2 separate regions of the Ovis aries genome follow, and region 1 is linked to region 2. The links are chromatin contacts, called in public Hi-C maps. All regions are on one chromosome and are shown on one strand. The core of a region is the stretch at or near the end of the contact, and the rest is flanking DNA. Distances in the headings are between cores, read along the strand shown. Region 1 holds the start of STK10 (serine/threonine kinase 10). Region 2 overlaps STK10 (serine/threonine kinase 10).

Region 1 (2,751 bases), core at 216-2,715, 120 kb after region 2:
GTAACTCAGCTCACCACCACTTTCAGGTCGAAAAGAGCAAGTCTTGACCAGGAGGACTGAGAGAAGCCCTATCTGGGGTTCAAGCTCCTAAAAGGGGAGTCCTGCGGTCAGAGTGGTCCACAAGCTCAAGGAATCCCATGGAAGGTGACGGTGGCTCAGGACGGGGGTGTCCTCCTGGAGAACACGTGGGTTTCTCTGAGTAAAGGGTTTCCTAGGAGGAAGGAGATAGGGGAAGGGTGCCGTCAAGCCCTGAGTGTTTTTTGGGGTCCCCAGTACGACTCAGAAACACAGAACTTCTTCTCAGGACCCACACAATGCCTACAGCAAACGTGTCTAGAATTAATCAGCTATGCCCCACCCACCCCTCCACAAAAGCTCTCTGGCCTCCTATTCCTCTAGGGGAAAGGTGACTACAGGCTGGGAGACTCCCCAGCAGTGACTCATCCACATACTCAAATCTGACACCCGAAGCGCAGGATTCCAGAGGCCCTAACCTCCCGCTCTGCCGGCCCCAGCCATTTCCAAGCCTAACCTCTCACTCCGAACCCCCCTACCCCACCCCCGGTCTCTCCGTCTCTGGCTCATCTTCAGGTGTGTCCCTAATTTCATCGGACCCAGCCCTTCCAGACGCAGCCCAGTTGCTCTGTGCCCATCGCCTCGGCACCCTCACAGCATCTGGGTGGACTCCCCTAAAAAGTACGCCTAGTCTCGGACGCTAAAGTTCTATAAGCGCCCCTTTGTCTCCCCCTGCGGCGCCGAGAGCCGTGCGGGGCGCACAGGAAGCGCTCGGAAAAAGCTTGGGGGCAGCCGCCGCGCCGTCAGGGGCGCAGGGGCTGAGCCGGGCTGAGTGAGGGGACCCCCCGCCCCCGGCAAAGGAGAAGGGTCACCGGGACCGGAGCCCGGGACTCCGCGGTCAGGACCGGGCAGCTCCTCCGCGCTCTCCCGAGCCGCGGCCGAGACTGACCGAGGCCAGCGCCCCTCCCTTCCGGAGCGGCCCCACGCGCCCCGAGTCCCCCACTCTCGGCGCCCTCACCTTGTAAACCTTGCCGAAGGCACCGTCGCCCAGCTCGCCCACGATCTCCCACACCTCGTTGGGATCCAGGTCCCGGCGGACATGCTCGTATTCGCGGGACTTTCTCTTCTCGAAGGTAGACAGGCGCAGGATGCGGCGGAAATTGGCGAAAGCCATGGCTGGGGCGCGCGAGCCGGGGAGCGAGGTGGCGCGGCTGCCGCGGCCGCGAGGCGGAGGGGCTGGAGGGCGCCGCGGCGCTCGGGGGCTCTCCGCAGCCCGGCCCTGCCCCGCAGCCCGAGCCGGGTCAAGTGCGCCGGGGGCAGCTCGCGGCCGGAGCACCCGGAACCGCGCAGGCAGCCGCGGTCCCCGCCCCCGCTCGGTCCCGTCCCGGGGCCGCCTCCCGGTGCCGGCCCCGCTCGCGCCGCGCCCCTCGCCCAGCCTCGGGAGGCGTTCCGCGGACCCGGCTCCACCTGCCGCTCCCCGGCAGCACCCGGAGACCCCCTAATTGGCTACGGGCGCTCCCCGGCTCCGCCCGTCGCCGCAGGGCACTCTGGAAACTGTAGTCCCCCGCGCGCCGCGCGCCCGCGAGCAACCGGCTAGGCTTTGGATAGTTTAGGGGACGCCTCGGCGAGAGCGTCCCGGGGCTGGGAGGCCCCCAGAGTCACGTGGCTCCCGATATTTCTGCCGGAGCGAAAGGGGAACCAAACTGGCTCTTCGCGAGCGCCCACTGATTGTTGTCCAAAGACCAAGAGGGCGAACCGACATTAATCGCTGAATCCGCCCTGTAACTTCCCGGCAAAGCTGCTCTGCCCCCGCCCACTTTTCAGGTGGGGGCGCCGGGAGGGCTAGGCACCAGCCCCCCGCTACACATCCTGTAGGCTGAGCCGGTGCGGTTTCCTCGGCGCGGTGCTGCCTCCTAGCGCGGGAGATGCCGGGTCCTGGCGGCAGTGGTCAGTCCTGGAGACCCAGGCTCCCCGTCTCGCTTCCCGCCTCGCAGGGGCTCTGCCCACCGAGATCCACCCACCGGCCAGGATTACAGGGCTAGGAGAAAGAGCTCCTTGCCTACCTACGCATCACATGCATCAGGATGGGTCTTCAGGTATATTTGAATATTAAGTAAAAGCTTTCTTATTCTTAATTTCCCAATTAAAAAAAATAAGATCCTTACACAGGGAGGCCTGGTGTGCTGCTGTCTTTGGGGTTGCAAAGAGTTGGACACGACCGGGAGACTAAACAACATACATAGAATTAAGTCTTCTGACTTAAGACCATCATTCTCGATTCTGGCCATTTTTTACTTGCCGCTGTTAACTGTCTCTAGGGCAGTTACACTTATATATAAATCTAAGTGGGTTCCAAACGGTGGGCAGCGTGTAAAGCTTCTTACGGTAACTCTCCCTCGTAAATAGAGCCTCAGTGAATGTCACATCCAATAGTTCCGGTCCCTATGGAGAAAATTCATGTTGAGGTGTTTTTACCACTCCGGAACTGCAGGCAAACACCAATTTGGAAAGACAGCTGCAGAAGCCTACGGTTGCTGGTAGGGGTCTGCATAAAGGGTGCCCTGAGTAAAGACTGAAACGTCTCCACCACTTAGTGAGTGGTTGCAACTGTAGAAAGTCTTAATCACCAGAAGAAGCAAACACAGCACAAGACTGGGCTCTCACCCGCAAATAAGCCTCCCAGAGCAAGCTGGAAGGCCGGTCTTTCCCTGTTCCAGTCCACCTGACCAACTCTGT
Region 2 (2,700 bases), core at 193-2,692:
ACAGATGTTGTTTTAACAAAACAATAAAACCATTAACAGTAAATATGTGCCCTAATTGTACCACACAGAGGCAAACACTACAGGATTTTAGATATATTTCCTGTCAGGCTCTGTCCTGTGTGTTGTTTGGCCCACCCTGTATATAAAATTCTGAAACCTGCCTTCCTGTTTACATTATAATGTAAACAGTTCTACAAAGAATTAACATTTTTTATAATCATGATGTTTAATTCCTACGGAGTATCTTACGGTATGGCTTTATCTAATTTAAACATTTCCGTATTTTTGGCCAGCTTGGGTTGCTCTTAATCTTCACTGTTACAAATAGCATTTTCTTAAACATCTGTGCTGTATACTGAATTGTTTCTCCCTAAAATTCATTATGTTGAATCTGTAATGTCCAGTGTGATGGTATTTGGAGATATGGGGCCTTTGGGAGAGAAGGAGTTTAGTGAGACCAGGAGGATTGGGCCCTCACGCCGGGGTGAGTCAGGAAGAAACCAGGGAGCTCACATGCTAGAGTGCTCCGTCCCTGTCTCCATCCCTCCGTTCCCCTCTCCTCTCTCCCCCCTTCTCTCTCCTGTCTCTCTGCCACGTGAGGACACAGCAAGAAGGCATCCACTCCCCTGGAACCCAACCATGCTGGCAAGGCTGATCTCTGGTTCCCAGGCTCCAAAACTGTCAGAAAATAAACTCCTGTTGTTTAAGCCAGCCGGTCTCTGGTGTTTTGTTATGGCAGCGTGAGATGAGATAATCTGTATGTATAAACATTTTGTATCTATGTAAGTTATATAATTTTCTGTGTCACATACCATCCCTCCAGGAGAGATCTGTGACAAGGGATAAGGGCCGTGGACCTGCCTGAGGCTTGCCAACATCACTGCTCTCTCTATGAGGCAAGTTATCTGCCTCACAAAACTGAACCTGGAGCCTCCCGCAGGGACAGCAGGGACAGTTCCCTGTTGGTTCCTCACAGAGAATCACTCCTGCAGCTTATCGTGCGTTTATAAAGCAGGGGGAAAGCGCCTTTATCCAGACACCTCCACCGTCCTGGACTGGGGGAGTAGAACTGCTTGGGGGACTTTTACCTGGGGTTTCAAGCTCAAGGGTTCTAGGAATTTAGAAACCGCCTTGGTTGGGAACAATACTCATGGCCGCCTTGAGAACTTCCGGCCTGCCCAGAGCTGGCTGCGAGCTCTCTACAGCTTCTCTCAGTTGGTCCTCACAGTAACCCCATGAGGCAGGGGTGGGAACATAAATACAGAAGGTGAGTGGGCTGGCTAAAGCTCACACAGCAACAAGCAGCAGAGCCCCTGCCTGCCAGGCTTCAACACCTGCGGTGTTTCCTCCACAGCCCTCTGCCCTTCGAGAAATTGCCGGGTGGATCTCACAGCCTCGAGAGTTTCCTGAGGTCACAGACGCGAGCGTCAGTGCATGTCAGGTAGAGCAATGCTTCGCTCCACCACAAGGGGGCTCCAACTACCAACTCCTCGGCAAGGGCCCTTAGGGTGAGGCAAACTCGATTGGGATTTGAGAAACTTAAAGAGGTCAAGGATCTCCCCAGGGAAGGGGGTCACACCAGCTTGGCAATATCGGGATTCCTTTTCCTGACTTTATGGGAAAATTTTGAGCTTCTTACCATCAAGAATAATGGTAGCTGTAGGTTTCTGTAGATACTCTTTATCAAGTTAAGGAAGTTCCCTTCTGCTAATTAACATAAGCAGGTGTCAGCCTCTGTCAAATGCGTTTTCTGTATCTACTGATGATATGAACATGTGATTTTTCTTCTTTAGCCTGCTGATGTCATGGATTACATTAACTCATTTTTGTATACTGCACCAACCCTGGGGGGTAAATCCCACCTGGTCATGGTATATACTTCATTTTATGTATTTTTAAATTCTGTTTGCTAACATTTCATCGGGGATTTGTGCATCTGTGCTCATGAGAGATACTGATCTGTAGTTTTCCTCCTTGTAATGTCTGGTTTTGGTATTAGGGTTATTGGAACACCTTTTCCAAAGACACAGGGATGACCAAGCAGGCCAGCATCATGCCCACTGCCAGGCCCTGGGCATAGCGCTCTTGGCTCAGCTCTGCCATCTCATTCACAAAGCCTCACTCCAGTTCTACAAATAGGAGTCATCACCCTTGCCCCACACCTATTTTAGAGATGTGGAAACTATGGCACGGGAGGGGGACATGATGTGACCGACATCACAGAGAACAGCAGGATGGAGACAGCTCCACCTGGAGCTCCCCTGTCTGTCGGGTCCCAAGACCCCCAGAGAACTGCGTGCCCCCGGGGAGATGGGGGCGAGCACGGCGGGGCAGGGGGCGGTACCTGCAGCTGCTGCAGCTCACTCATGTTGCTCTCACACTGGGCCAGCATGTCCCGCATCTGGTTCTCATGTTTCTGCTGCTGCTGCAGCCGCTCTGCCTTCTGCCTCTTCTCTTCCTGCTGGGAGAACTGCAACCGAGAACAAGCGAGGTCCCTCCCTCAGGGAGACGCCCCAAGGGGCCAGAGTGTACACAGGCAGTGTCCTGCGCCACTCAGGCAGGGTCCCTGTGCAAAGTCCTCCCAGCCCCGCCTTCAAGGAGCCCACAGACTGGCGGGGACACTGAGACGCGCTAGGACAGTGTGTGGAGGAGGCAGGAATCACAGGAGTCCAGGGTCACCGACTCCATGTGCCCGAGCCC

Evidence for each region. Hi-C and Micro-C count contacts between places; a contact is called where the count stands out from the background.
Region 1: a contact with region 2 is called in a Hi-C map of liver, with 4 times the contacts expected there. The contact joins the promoter of STK10 here to the enhancer-like site in region 2. A contact is called at or near these places in 5 of 16 Hi-C or Micro-C datasets (hypothalamus, liver, muscle and 1 more).

What each region holds. Positions count from the first base shown.
Region 1 is chr16:4,141,282-4,144,032 of ARS-UI_Ramb_v3.0, forward strand. STK10 (serine/threonine kinase 10) reads right to left here and starts at 1,466. Exons shown (of 19, transcript XM_015101234.3): 1 at 1,034-1,466. The coding sequence starts at 1,189.
Region 2 is chr16:4,020,364-4,023,063 of ARS-UI_Ramb_v3.0, forward strand. It overlaps STK10 (serine/threonine kinase 10), which reads right to left. Exons shown (of 19, transcript XM_015101234.3): 17 at 2,345-2,470. LOC105602450 (a long non-coding RNA gene) reads left to right here. Exons shown (of 3, transcript XR_009596741.1): 3 at 1-711. Among named protein-coding and RNA genes, the nearest start is that of FBXW11, 45 kb to the left of the region's middle. Within about 2 kb of position 1,443, at least 11 of the 54 cell types and tissues checked have an H3K27ac peak or open chromatin away from gene starts, as enhancers often do. A contact at or near this core is called in liver, where this site is marked.